Linked DNA regions of Mus musculus: region 1 is linked to region 2. The links are chromatin contacts, called in public promoter capture Hi-C maps. All regions are on one chromosome and are shown on one strand. The core of a region is the stretch at or near the end of the contact, and the rest is flanking DNA. Distances in the headings are between cores, read along the strand shown.

The links. Promoter capture Hi-C pulls out the DNA fragments that hold promoters and counts their contacts.
Region 1: a promoter capture Hi-C map of embryonic stem cells shows a contact between it and region 2, with 2.3 times the contacts expected there. The contact joins the promoter of 1700001O22Rik here to the promoter of Phyhd1 in region 2. A contact is called at or near these places in 1 of 39 promoter capture datasets (embryonic stem cells), 3 of 115 datasets of contacts at active chromatin or transcription factors (embryonic stem cells and microglia) and 1 of 9 other capture datasets (adipose tissue).

Annotation. Positions count from the first base shown.
Region 1 is chr2:30,796,218-30,803,916 of GRCm38.p6, forward strand. It overlaps 1700001O22Rik (RIKEN cDNA 1700001O22 gene), which reads right to left and starts at 5,520. Exons shown (of 7, transcript NM_198000.3): 1 at 4,923-5,520; 2 at 4,697-4,784; 3 at 4,507-4,599; 4 at 1,651-1,763; 5 at 184-349; 6 at 1-66. The coding sequence starts at 5,340.
Region 2 is chr2:30,263,526-30,270,327 of GRCm38.p6, forward strand. Phyhd1 (phytanoyl-CoA dioxygenase domain containing 1) reads left to right here and starts at 3,294. Exons shown (of 11, transcript NM_001252570.1): 1 at 3,294-3,416; 2 at 6,164-6,322. The coding sequence starts at 3,384. Lrrc8a (leucine rich repeat containing 8A VRAC subunit A) reads left to right here. Exons shown (of 4, transcript NM_177725.4): 4 at 1-265.

The DNA.
Region 1 (7,699 bases), core at 4,270-6,769, 530 kb after region 2:
ATGAAGGGTAGGTGGCTGCTCACGGAGGAGTCCTCAGAAAGGTAGAGCTGAGGTTCCTGAGCTGACCTGATGGGGAGAGGGGGGCCTATAGCTTTTTGGCCCTGAGTTCCAGACCCACGTACAGTTTGTAGCTGGAGGACCTAGACCACAACCCTTCTGCTTCCTCTACCCACAGAGCCTCACACGCGGGGGCAGGTCCAGAATGAGGAGCCGGCCACAGTGTCTTGGACCCTGGGATAAAGGGCTCTGGGCAGACTGTCCAACCATCTCCCAACACTCCCGAGCACCCGTTCTGACACAGATACAGCTGGCAAAGCCGTCTGCTCACTCGGAAAGATATTCTGCCGGACTAGAAGAGAGAGAGAAAGAGAGAGAGCAGAGTGAGTTCCCTGTCCCCGCCCCCAGGGAGGGGCATACTAACACGCCCCCACCCTCTCTCCTTCCTCTGGCTGGCAAGGCTAGACAGAGCCCTGTCTCCATGGCAACCACAGGCTCCCCAGTGCCTGACGGTTGCCTCCAGAGAAGTCCTGGGTTTTAAAACTACCTCCCTGTGACTGTTTCTGCTATACCACAAAGCTGATCCCTGTCGTGGTCCTACTTCTGCTCCAACCGCCAATGGGTCCCTTTTCTCTAAAGTAGGAGGGCCAGGTAGCCCACCTTGGAAATTCCAGAGGATGCCAAGAATCCGCGGGGGTTGGAGGGAGGGGCTGGATTCCCAGAGGCTACCTCTGATGGGAGAAGCCAAAGGAGGCTTGAACCTGATGCTATGGGGGGGGGTGCCACAGTGCTCGGCCTGTCCTGGGATTTTTGGAGCACTCTGCCCTCTGTTCTAGGCTTCCATGGCTCTTACACAACCACCCTTCGCCTCAATTTTCTCTGCAATCAAAATAACCAGAAGCCGGAGTGCAGCGTTAGTAGCACATGCCTGTAATCCTAGCAGTTGGGAGGTGGAGGCAGGAGGACCAGAATTTCAAGGACAGCCTGGGATACTTGAGACTCTGTCTCAAAAAAGACGAGTCTGCATTGCCAATCTTAGTAGGCACAAGAGCTCTCAAGTCTATTAGCTGAAATTATATTCTGAAGCACACACATGCACAAAATATAGCCAGAAGTTGGGCTTCCCTGATTCATGTGAGTGTTAAGGGCTGGTGTCCTGGGGCTACTGAGTCTGGAGGACAGAGGCTGGGTACTAGGAAGTCTTGTCTTCCTCATTGTCCCACCTGCCCCCAGCCACCCATTCACACCAGTCCAAGGAAGCCACCCCTAGAGCTGAGAGCTCGCTTCTGCCCGGTGTTCTGGGGTTCTCTCTTAGACTCGTTCAACATTTTTCAAGAGAGAAGATATTTCCTCTTCTAAGACTTGCTGGACATCTGGTCAACCTGACCCTCGGACTCTGTGAGAAAGATGATTGGGGAAGCTGCCGAGGGACTGGGAAACTGAGGAAGGGTTCTTTAGTGCTAACAGGGCCTGGGCAGCCAATGTTTCCTTGGCACCATGTGCCCAATGCCACCCAACTCTGCTACCTCTCAGGGATTCCTTCCTCTGTAGAGTCATTGGTCTGCCCTGCTCTCTAAGGACCTGGAGCCACAACCTGTGGCCTCTGCACTCCTCACTAGTTTCCCCCCCCCCCCCCAATCTTTGTGTGCTCACCTGCACGGTTGCGTTCCCAGTACCGGAGTGCTGTGTCCTGCAGGGTCTCGTCTGCGAATCGTACCCGGAAGGGACAATAGCGTTTTCGGGGTCTTGAGCCTTCTCCAGCGGGGCTGCAAATGAGCACAGTCTTCACTTTGGGCACCTGTGTGCTGTGGAGTCTGCTGAGGGGAAACGAGAGGCCGGGGAACAAGGCTCCTCGTAAGATCTCAGCTAGGGCTTGGAGAGATGGCTCAGCCTTTAAGCGTGCATTCCTGAGTGCTCCTGAGGAGGACCTGGATTTGGTCCTAGCACCCACATTGTTGGCTTACTGTCTGTGACTTCCACTCCTGAGGTAATCTGACACCTTCTTCTGGCCTCTGCAGGCACCAGGGCTCATGTGAACACCCTGCCCCCACCCACCCACACACACACACAAATAAAATATAAATCTTGGACAGATTTTGGTTGGTGGCGGAGCTCTACCAGTCACAAGTGCTCCTTCCATCATCGTGTGGCATGTTTTATCCCACCAAACCTGAGCAGTGCCCACGGAACCCTGTCACTATCCCAATTACAAGTGAGGAGACTGAGGCACAGAGATGTCTGGCCCGCAGGCTAGAGCCATCGAGAGGTCCTGACACACAGAAACCTGTCTCCTCCTCTGCGATGGAGATTAAGCCAGGCACGGTGTGGCGGGTGGGACACTTGGGAGGTGGAGGCCAAAGGATCAAGAGTTAAAGGCCATCCTTGGCTACATAGTGAGTGTGAATCCAGCCTGGGCTACGGGTTGACAAATAAGCAGATAGAAATAAAAATAAGGAAATGATGGTGCCCCACCCCTTCCTCAGCACAGGTGTGAAGAGATGGGGCGGGCTGCAAGAGCATCCTGTCGAGGGTATGCCGGGCGGAAGAAGCGCCTCTAGTTTCGAGCTGTCACGATAGCTGTCAGCCTCGATTGTGCCGCTGAGGCCGTGTGAGCTGGGGCACACTGTCCTCAGGGTTCCACTTGTCACTTTTCTCCTTCCGGTCATGTGCTCTGTTACAGGCGGGATCATTCCGCCGTCACAGGAACTGGGAGAGTGGAGTACCCCGTGTGGGGAGGCACCTAGAACAGGGCCTGTCAGTGGGGTTGTGCTCTATAAAGGGTGTGTTATATTTGTATGTAATAAAAATGTTAGACCTGTTCACTTCTCCCTCAGGGGCTGGGCTGCCAGCCTGGTTACTTGATCACTCAGAAATGCCCCATTGGACTTTCTTCACCTTGGCCACACGTATTTACACACCCATACCCACTGATCCTGGGGCACCTTTGTGGAAGCATAGGGTGTGTTTCTCACTGTCCACCAAAGAGCCATGCAGCCGGGACTATAGATGTTGGGGCTTAGTTAGGGTCACAGTTGTGTGCATGTGGAACCTCAGCTCTGTTCTGGCAACAGGGCGAGGCTTAGACATCTCCTAGGTCCTGCCCAACAGAGTGGCACCATGCTTCGCTGCCTGGGGAGGATCATTCACTGAAGCAATCTATCATACTGAAGGAATGTTATGTATACATAAGTGTCCAACTCTAGGCTCCACTTTTTTAGTGATTTTTTTTTTAGTGTTTTGTCTGCATGTAGGTCTGTTTGAGGGTGTCAAATCTCCTACAGCTGGAGTTATAGACAGCTGTGAGCTGCTATGTGGATGCTAGGAACTGTACCCGGGTTCTCTGAAAGAGCAGCCAGTGTTCTTAACTGCTGACGCATCTCTCCATCCTCCTAAGTCTCTATTTTGATCCTAGAGAACTGGGTCAGGAAGGGTTCTGAGGCTCACAGAGAAATGTGCAGTGATCCATTAGTAATGTCTGCCAGCAGACATTACTAGACGGAACAGTAATGGTACACTTGCTCTGTATGCATGTTCCCTGGTCCATCTGGTCCTTCCTTAAATTGATTAATTGAGACAGGGTCTCACTTTGTAGCCCTGGCTGTTCTGGAATCACTATGTAGACCAGGCTGGCCTTGAACTCACAGAGTTGCTTACTTAAGCCTCCAGAGTGCTGGGATTAAAAGTGTGCACCACCACACCCAACTCTCTAGTCTTTAACCCCCCCAGACAATGGCCTTCACCCTGCACTTGTGCTCCAGCCTGTTTAAACCTGTTGTTTCCTTCCCCCTCTCCATTAAGAGCTCTTTAGCATCCAATTCCAGGTATTAATGTGGGTTAATGTCAGGGATCTTTCTTGGTTCCGTCTCTCATTGTCTGTTCCTCTAGCATCTGATACACAGTAAAACTTCATACATGGGTAATGCTTCTAAATGAGAGAAGAGTTCAGCAGCAGGTGGATTCAGGTCTGGATCTCAGCTGGGTAGCTGGATGGCTATGCAGACAACCATGTAAGCGTGTGGGTGGCTTTATTACTAGCGGAGAGATGATTGGCATCCTGGGTTTATATGAATGAAAGGATAGCTGTCAGGCAGCTATAGCCAGAGGGGATTTCTGAATAAACAAAAGACTGGCTGTCTGGCAGTCCAGCAGTTTGGGGGCAGTTATGAGTTCATGGCCAGTTAGATGCTTCGATGGCTAGGTGGATGGAGATTCACAATAGCTTATAGAAGACCTGGTTTGTGAGTAAGGGGTTAGGTGCGTGAAAGGATGGATAGGTGAGTGGATCGATAGATACACGGTAAATCCATTACTAAATGTCTGGAAACAAGGGAGCGAACGAATGCCTTCCTGTTCCCATTCCCAGAACTCATGGCTTGGGGAAATGATAGAAGTGATTGTTAGGCAAGCCTATGACCTCCTTTCCATCCCCCAAGCCCACGTGATGGTGGGAGGAGAGAGTCAACGCTACAAAATTATAGCACGTGTGTACTCACAACAGCTACTACTCACGGATGGGCCTTTTTGGCTCTGGCAAGTTCACCTCTTGGGAGCCCCAGGGTAGTCTTCTCTTTAAAATTGTTGTCCCAGTGCAATGGTTTGTCCCTCAAAGAGAAAGAAGTCACAGCTGATGTGAGCAGAGGCCCACCTTGGTAGCACTCAAGGCAACCCCTCCTTCATCAAGAGGGTCCCCTCCGCTTACCACAGGTCTGGGAGGAATAAGCAGCTGGAAGACCGAGAAGCTAGGCAGTGATTTGATGTACTCCTAGGGTTATGTGGCGCTGAGGGTGCTGGGTGGGGACAACAGGAGGAGGAAGGAAAGGAGAAGGGGGAGGAGGAGAGCCCGTTGAGATGGAGACAGTCCTCGCTTGGGAACCCCAGACTCCGCGCACACACACCCACTCCCCACCCCATCCCCCCGGCCTCACGGTCCGCCTCTGGGTCTGCGCTCTCGGCGCTCAGGTGGTGCAGGAAGTGGCGGAACTTGTTGGGCAGCAGCTTCCCCAGCAGCGTGCCCAGGGAGTCAGGGTTGTCGCGGGCTGCAGGCTGCCGGTTCCCCCGAGTTCCCGCCTCCCGGGCCGAGCTGCTCGGCTGCAGCGACGGCAGTAGCAGTGCGCGCGCGGTCCCACGGTCTCGCCGAGCGTTCGGGGACTCGGGGGACCCGCAAGGCAGGCGCTGGGACTTGCGGTCCCGCCGCCACGCGCCGTCTACATCTCGCCCCACACGGCCTTCGAGCATTGGCAGCAGCATCGGCAGCCGCTTAACAGGGCGGCGCTGGGTGGTCCCGTCGGGATATCCCTTGGGCTTGTAGGCCGGGGTCCCCTCCATGGACTGGCGCCGGAACATCCTGAGTCAGAGCTCGGCTCAGGACACCTTCGCGCCCGGGGGACGCGCAGGGGCGAGCGGGGCCGCAGGAAGGTCGTATTCCAGCCCGCAGTCCATAGCGCCGGGAAGGGGCAGCAGAAGCCGACTCCGGCAGGACCCTAGCCTGCTGTGTCCCGGCGCAAAGGCGGTGAGGGCGGGAACGCCAGCCCTTTGGGGCGGCTGTGACGTTGACATGAGCTAGAGCACGCGGAGCGCCTGGCACAGTGCAGAGCTCTCTGCACCTGCTGGCCTAAGACCGCCTTTCCTATCACTTAGCACACTTGGGAGAGGGTTTGTCTAGAATGTGCAAGAAACTGAGCGTGGCGGCCCATGCCTGTGATTTCAGCACTTGGGAGGCAGTTGCATAGGCTAGAGAAACAGATCAGCGAGAGGACCGGACTTAGATTCCCATACCGTATATACAGAACAACTCACAGCCTCCAGTGCCAAAGTTATCCGCCACTCTTCTAGCCTCAAGGTCACCAGGCACGCACAAAATGCACTGCCATGGAGGCAAAACACTCATACTCATATTTTTTTTTTTTAAATTAAGGCTATTGTCAGGAAGTGGTGGCACATGCTTTTAATCCCAGCACTCAGGAGGCTGAAGCTGGTGGATCTCAGAGTTCGAGGCCAGCCTGGTCTACAAAGTGAGTTTCAGGACTAAACAGAGAAACCTTGTCTTGAAAAACAAAACAAAACAAAAAACCTCAAGGCTATTAAGTGTGGTAGTGCACAGCTTTAGCTCTAGCACTTGGGAGGCAGAGGCAGGCATCTCTCTCAGTTTGTGGCTACCCTGGTCTACATATGAATTCCAGGCCAGCCAGAGCTACATAGTAAGAACCTGTCTCAAACACAGGGCAATGGTGGCACACACCTTTAACCCCAGCACTTGGGAGGCAGAGGTAGGCGGATTTCTGAGTTCAAGGCCAGCCTGGTCTACAGAGTGAGTTCCAGGACAGCCAGGGTTACACAGAGAAACCCTGCCTCAAAAACAAAACAAAACAAAAACCAAAACAAGAGAGAGAGAGAGAGAGAGAGAGAGAGAGAGAGAACCTGTCTCAAAATAAACAATTCAAGGTTGTGCTTGGCTATATACCAACTTCAAGGTCAGCGTGGGCTAAATGAAATCCTGTCTAAAAAATATGATTTAGAACAGTGTTTCTCAACCTGTGGGTTGTGACCCTTGTGAGGGTCACAACGGCCTTTTCACAGGGGTCACCTAAGACCATCAGAAAACACAGATATTTACATTACAATTCACAACAGTAGCAACATTACAGTTACAGTTAGAGGTTGCAATGGAAATAGTTATATATTTGGGGTCAACACAGCATGAGGGAGCGTGCATAGGGAGGCTGAGAACCACTGACTTAGCGTTTTGTTTCTGCTCCAATCCTTAATAGTCTTGAGATCTGGGCAACCAGAGAGCTTTCCCCTAAAGACTAGGACAAAGCCTGCATCTGACTCTTTGTTCAATTAATTCCTTTTGGGGAAGTCTCCCTACAAGGCACAATCCATCATTCCCCTGCCTCTGTTTTCCAAGTCCTGGGTCACCCCTGGCAGCTCACACATGACTTACGGGCATAGCAGGAGAAGGCGTGGGAGGGCTAGACCTCCTACTGAAATTGTAGACTTCCAGTTTGTAAACTCTGATGGGGAAGTCACTCTCAGATCAGGACCAGGCTGCAGATACACATGACTTTCTCCCACCTCCTACCCCAGATGCTGACAGTGGATCTGGGGAGGAGCCAAGACCATGTTTGGTGCCCCTTCCCCAAGGCTGGGGATGAGACAGAGAGCCTGGATAAGTGTTCCACCATCCAGCCACATCCAGCCAAGACACAGATTCTGAGCATCATCCCAGTTAGGGAGTAAAGGCCCAGTCCCTTGAGCTCTGACACTGGCATCTCCGGCTTGCTTCTTCCCAAAGCTGTCATCACCTCTAAAAGGATCCTAGGATATCACACTCACCTGCTGGGTGAGGCCACAGAAGGTCCTGTAAGTTTAGAGCCCCCTGACAGGTGGGCTATTTGCTGGGAGAGCCCATCTTTCCACCTGCTCCCTCTGACAGCTCTGCCCAGGTGCCTGAAAGTGTTCTTAGAGTCATTGTGATCCGATCTTACCCACAGCCACTGGGGAGCAATGGGCACTGTGTCCTGGGGACAAGGGTGGGGCTGGTGTACTCTGGGGGCCTGGGGCCACACCCATAGAGGCACTCTGGGTCAGAGCAGCCATGCCTGATCCAAAGAGGACCAGAGCGCTCTTTTAGACCCAGAGTAGGCTGTGCTTGACTGAGTGGAAAACAAAGATGGAAGGAAAGGAGAGGTGTATTACCCCC
Region 2 (6,802 bases), core at 2,044-4,543:
ACTCTGCTTTAGATCAATCACTAGGGTCCCCACTTAGAAGGGTCCTCGCCTTAGATCAATCACATGGACACTAAGGCACGTTTTAGCGTCTCTTGTCTTAATGATTATGTCTGTCTCTCCGTCCATTTGTGTTTTCTGCGTCGTGTCATGGATGTAACCCTTGGAAATACTGCACACTAGCCTTTGACAACCATGAAGCAATCCGTTACACGTGGGTCTGACTTGTAGACTCAGTTCAGATATCAAATAAATCTATAACACAGTTGCCTTTGGAGGTCTCCATGCCATAGAACTCGGGGTGTCCCTTCACTTCTCTGGGGTGTTTTGGTCCTGCTTGACTAGTTTATTGAGGGACCACTGCTCAGGCTCTGCTCACTTTTCTGCCCTGTGAAACTTGAGCATTGTGGAGGCAGTTGCCAGATGTGGTGAGCCAGTCAGAGCACCTGTAAGCTCCGGGCGTGGTCAACCATGTCAGCTCCTGACGAGGGGTCTATGGCCAGCACATTTTCTGTTGTCCCAGGCACTTGTTATTTAGGCCCTCACGAGCTTTGATTGGTCAGGGCTAGAAGAAGAATCTACAATAGGAGCCAGCAGCCAGAAGTCCTGGTTCCAGTCCAGTTGTCTTGTGCTGAGCCCATCTCCCCTCTTGTGGCCTCTATATCCCCATCTGTGCCTTGGGCGTCTCTACCCTTTTTTCAGAAGATGCTTGGGGTTCCAACTCCCAACGCTTCATGGTTCTGCAAAGGTAAGGCTGGCAGTCAACCACTGGGAGGCCTCCCTGGCTCCAAGCCCCTTCTAGGGTCAAGGGCAGAGGCTCTGAGAGAGCAGATTCCAGTTCCTTTAATTTTTTTTTGTCTGCTTACCACCTCCTGCATTGGAATAATAATGGCACGGGCAGGCTTATTTAAAGGGGCTGTAGTTATACAGTAGTATGTAAGAAAGGTGTATAGATTGGGTGGACAGGAGGCGTTGCTATGAATAGAGCCTAAGACCTTGAACATGCTGAACAGGCATTCTGTTCTTCTGCTGAGCTACAACCCCTAACTTCTGGGTGATCTACGGAGGAGCGCTTCCTTAGGTTCAGAAGCTGGAAGTTCAGGATCTGACAGCTGTACCCAGTGAGGAATACATGCTACTTCTGAACATCACAGGAATTGGGAGCTTGAGGGCTAGCCTGGCCTCAGGAAGGGTAATCCTTTTGTGAGGGTGGACCAAACACTTCCCACTATGCCCTGCCTCCCTGAGGTGTTGAATTTAATTATGCGTCTAAACCCAGTGTACTCCAGGCACACCCGTAAGTTCAGAAGCCTGGAAATATAGTCGGGAAGATGGCCAGAAGCCAAAGCCAGTTACGGACTACACAGTTTCCCAGGCAGACCTACAGGAGAAGCAGAGAGGGCCATTTGATGGTCTATCAAAACAGCTGGAACGAAGTTTCCAGTGGATGGATTTGGGCTTACAGGTCAAGCCATAGCATTCAGAAGTCTCCCCGCAGCCTTCTGGACTATGTGCCTATGAGGAGCCCCTCCTTCACAAGTATTTAGGTGAGGAAGAGGCCAAAGTGTGATCAAAGAGGACACCTGAGCTCCACAGGCACTGATTCCTCAGACCTGAGTCGTCTCTGTCCCTGTGGACTGCTTGCAGATAGGGAGGATGGACAGAGGGCTTCACTCACAGAAAGACCCTCTTACATACCTCCAGTCCAGGAACTTCCTGTCCTGTCTGGTCTGGTCTAATCCAGTTCCACTGCCCCTACCCCACCCAGGAGTAGGAGTGGGGGTTGGGAGAGACTTTCTGGCCTCTGCCCCAGACCTGTAGAATTCAGTCTGGAACTGGTTAGCTTCTGAGGAAAAAAAGGAGATGTGGGAACACCACCCACCCTCCCCCTGAGGCCAGCAGAGTGAATAGAACAGAGGCCCCTTAGCCTGCCCATCCACCCAGGCCTCACCACCCTACCTAAAACCACAGTGTGGGCCTAATCCCTACCTTCAAGAACAACTTAGAAAATTTGGAGAAACTGAAGAAATAAGTTTTATTTCCACCCACTCATGCTCACCCTGTAGCATTGGGTGAAGCAGTGGGAAGGCACTTCCTAGATGCTAATCCCAGGCTGCTTATCAGCAGTGAGTAGTACTTGCTGTTCACCCTGGCCTGTTAGACACCCACTGCAGAGAAAGTAAAGGACCACCTGTCTGGCTGAGCCTCCCCCCCCCCCCTGGTTTGGTGAGGTCCCCAGGCCATTGCTGGCTCAGCAGCGGGGGCCTTCTCTGCTCTTTGTTCCTGGAACTTGGTAGAGTGTCTGTTTTTGCTCAGCGGTTGCATCAGAAAGGACAAGTTCTGCCTGCCCTGCCTTGTGACTTTCCCGGGTCTGTCTCCAAGCCTTCTCCAGCCTGACCCGAGAGAATTTCCATCAGCCCTAGGGGCCAGTGGCCACAGCCCTCACTGGCTCTCTTGAGGCCTGGACAGCCCAGACAAAGCAGTAGCTCCCACTGTTATGGCCCAGAAAAACACTTGGTCAGGAGCCAAGGCTCTTGACAGCTGAGCAGTATGTCCCCTTGCTGACTCCTGAGACACTCTGTCCCCTGGCTGTACAAAGCACCATTTCTGGGAAGGCCAGTGAGCAGCTTTTCAGAGCTCACTGTGGTTCTGGCCACCCTGCCACCCCACCGTAGACACCAGTCTGAGGGTCTGAGGCTGGAGAGCAGAAAACATCTCTATCTTTCCTCATCCCGAGGCCCCTGGCTCTGTTCCCCAGGACGCTCATCTGCCTTTCCTTAGCACCTCTTCATAGACTTTCTTCCAGCATCCAGAGGCTCCAGATCAAAGCTGAAGAAGCACACAAAGTTATCTTCCTAGGACCCTTTGGCCTTCACAGTCCAAAGCCACTCAGGGCCCAAGCCCTGCAGTCTAACAGATGTCCCTCTAGGGTAAACTTAGATCCTGCGACTGGGGACTTTCTAGCCTTTTCCTTCCTCGTGCTAGTGCTGACTCAAACATCCTGGCAGTCTCCTGCCAGCCCACACTAGACACACTAGTACTGCCCGGGAGTGAATTTTAGAGAAAGACTTGAGGGATCAAGCCAGCCTATGAAAGAAAACAGGTAAAAGCTAATCCTGGATTAACTGGAGGCTGGGCCAGGGCTGAGACTGGGCCCACCTCCAAGGTCAGAAATGGGGGAGGAGCAAGGGGAGGGACTGGGCCCTGGGTGGAAGGCACAGACTGGATTTGTTTGGAAGGGTGGAGCATGGGGTTGAATATTTTCTGGGTAGGTAAGAGTTAAATCCTTCTGGGCCTCAGTCACTGGTCTTTCTCCCCTCCTGAACTTTCTCCTCTCCAGCCCTGGAGCCATCGAGCTGAGCCAGCTGAGTCCTGCAGTATTCCCCATGGCCTGCCTGAGTCCCTCACAACTCAAGAAGGTAGGGGCCCGTGGTTTGGAGGGTGCAGACCTCTAGTGACCTTTGAACTACCTCTGACATTTCACAAAGGAGAGAAAGATCCCTGCATATCAACCCTAATTTCTGCGAACAAAGCCCAAGAGGGCCAGGTCACAACACCACCTCCCCAGGTGCCATCTCCCCGGTCAGATACAGTGGGGGTTGGGGCTAGGAGGTAGAGAAACCACAATTCAGATTATCTAATCCAGCTAGCCCCAGGGGCCTGTTGATGAAGGCCTGGATAGGGCAGGCCAGTAGCTAGGTCAGCTCATTATGAAAGCCTACCATACAGGGGGTGGACTACGCACACTTTAAGTTAACCACCCCCAATCTCATATGCCAGGACTGTTAATGTATTAGATCTAGCCGAGGATCTTTGTTTCAAAGTCCCTCCTGGAGCTGTGGTTGGGGCTTAGCAGTTGAGTGCTTGCTTTAGGCTCCAAGATTTGATCCCAACACTCACAACACATACAGAAACACACACCACCACCACACACACCCCACACACACACACATACCACACACACCATATGCATACCACATACACATCAAAACACATACACAAACACATCACACATATCACCACACATAAACACGGCACACTCCACAATACATAAACACACACATACAAACAGACTACACACACACCAACACACATACATATACCACTATTACCACCACCACACACACCACACATCATGCATACACAGACACTCACACCACACACACACACACCATACTCACACACACATCCCATACAAATGCACACACACATACCGCACACACTCACATACAAACACATACATATGCATGCACACACCACACACACACACTCACACACAAATGCACCCATGTGCACATACACACAGAGACACATACATAAAAGCACACACATACCACACAGACAAACACTCATCACCCAACCCACACGCACTCACACAGACCTACTCTCTTTTGACAGCTGCCACTGCTGCCACAGTTCCCAAATTTGTCTGTGACTAAATATGTAGTGGAAGTCTGTCTGTCTTTTCCTTCTGTCTCACAGGCTATCTTTTGAGGGACAAAGCCCCATGTCAGTATTTTTTTGTACAGTTTGTGCTGAACTTTTGTTCAGTTTTTATGATTTCAAGCATGGAGGGCCTCCCTGTGTTAACCCTGAGTGATGGTTTGTTGCTCTGGCCTAGAACTCAGTCTGTAGAGCAGACTGCCCTTCAGCTCACAGAGCTCTGTCTGCCTCTGCTTCCTAAGTGCTGGGGTTAAAGGCATGGGCCACCATGCCTGGCCACGCTTACATCCTTGCTTTCTGTCCCTTACTGTGTTGGTTCTGTTTGTTTTCAGTGCTGGGAACAGGAGCCAGTCCTTGTACATGCTAGCAAGCAGTCAGCTTCTGAGAGGCGACCCAGTCACACACGTAATGTGCCTCAGCACCTTAGGCTAGCCTCAGAATAAAGAGACTTGGGGCAAAGTCAGAATCAGGCATCTGTGTTCACAGCCCCTAGCCTTCCCCACACTCACTCAGGAGAAAGAAAGCCAGCAAGGTCCTGCGACTGGGGACTTTCTAGCCTTGTCCTTCCTAGTGCTGGTGCTGACTCAAGCGTCCTGGCAGTCCCCTGCCGGCCCACACTGAGTAACACAATGGAAATAAAATTTCCAATGCATGGGTTTGGGGTTACAGGACAAGCCATAGCATGGGCAAATTCACTCTCCCTTCTGTCTGCTCCCCTGGCTATCCTCCCCTCACCCTGTGCTCCAGCCCTTCCCAATTTCCCAGTCGTCCAGTGCCCACAGGCTTTGTACTTCCTGTTCTCTGTCTTTAATGCTCTTTCCTATCTCTTTGCTTCCCAATGTTCTGCTCTTCCTTTAACCCCACTTCCTCCAAGCTGCCCATTGACCCCTTCACCTCGTAGATTCTTTGCCTTTAATTCTCAAAACCCTGCCCTTGTCTCCCTGTAAGTCAGTGTGATGTGGGATGGTATGTTTGTCTGATGGTAAGGGATGCATGGGTCTCCTTCACTGGACTATAAATTGTGTGAGTGTGGAGGGTGGCTGGTTCATAATCACATGTCCATCTGCTGAAGCTGTCTCGTACTCGCAATGCTTAGTCGGGATTGGAATAGCCTCCAAAGCCAGCATTAGAAGGCTGAGGCAGGAGGATCTTGAGTTTGAGGCCTCCCTGTCTTCAAACAAATAAAAACAAAACAAGGGAGTTAGGCGGGGTCGGTGGTTAAGAGTGCTTCTGCAAGCATGAAGATCAGAGTTCAAATCTCAGCACCCACTCCATGAGCTGCACACACCTGCAGCTCAGATCGCCAGGGCTCACAGGCTGCCAGTCTAATGAAGAAAACAGCCTAGGTTCAAGGAGAGCCTCAGAAATAGAAAGTGGAAGAGGGGCACCGTATGTCCTCTCCTGATGCCCCTGCACATGCGCACCTGCAGTTCTCACACATGTTCTACACTCACACCTGCACTTTAACACACAAATGAGCAAATGTTTCCGTATGTCCCAAACCCATTGGAGGGCAAGAGCAGAGGCAGCTGCCACTTCCCCTTCCTCGATAAGATGCAAGCAGCCAGTACTGACGGCTCCTCACTAAGCACTGGATGCCCATGTCCAGGGTGGGGGGCAGAGCCATGAGCAGGACACTTGATCTTGGTTCGAGTTTGTGGTCCAACATGGATATAAGGAATGAGCGAGGGCGGAAGGAGCCTGAGTCTTGTCCCTGCTGCAGTTCCAGGAGGACGGGTTTCTGCTGTTGGAAGGATTCTTCACAGCGGATGAGTGTGTGGCCATGCAGCAGAGGATCGGTGAGATTGTAGCTGAGATGGATGTCCCTCTGCACTGCCGGACAGAATTTTCCACCCAGGAAGATGAGCAACTTCAAACCCAGGCAGGTACCTGGGGCGCTGAGGGTGGGCGTCTGGTTTTGGTGGGTGCTCAGTCTTAGGCAGCAGTCTGGACTGGACGGGAGGACCCTAAGGCCACACACAGACTTCTGACAAGGGATCAGACCTCAGCCATCTGTATGCCGGGTACCAGGCTAAAGAGCTGTGCTGTATTCCTCCACACTATGAATTTATAAGGTGGCTATTATTATTCTCGCTTGGCAATGGGAAAAGCGGGGCTTTTCTCTGGGTAATATTGTGCTGCTCCAACCACACAGTTTGTAACTGATAGAGACTTGAATCCACCTCTCTGATATCAAATGATGCTGGTCGTTGACCTGCTGCAGTTTCTCAAATTCTCTGGTCACAAAGAACTCTCTGTGACCAGAGTGAGCCCTGTGATAGGCCACTCTTGGGTGAGTCATCTCCCAACCAGACTAGGAAGGCCTCTTGCTTCCTCAGACTCAACACAGTTTGGCAGGATA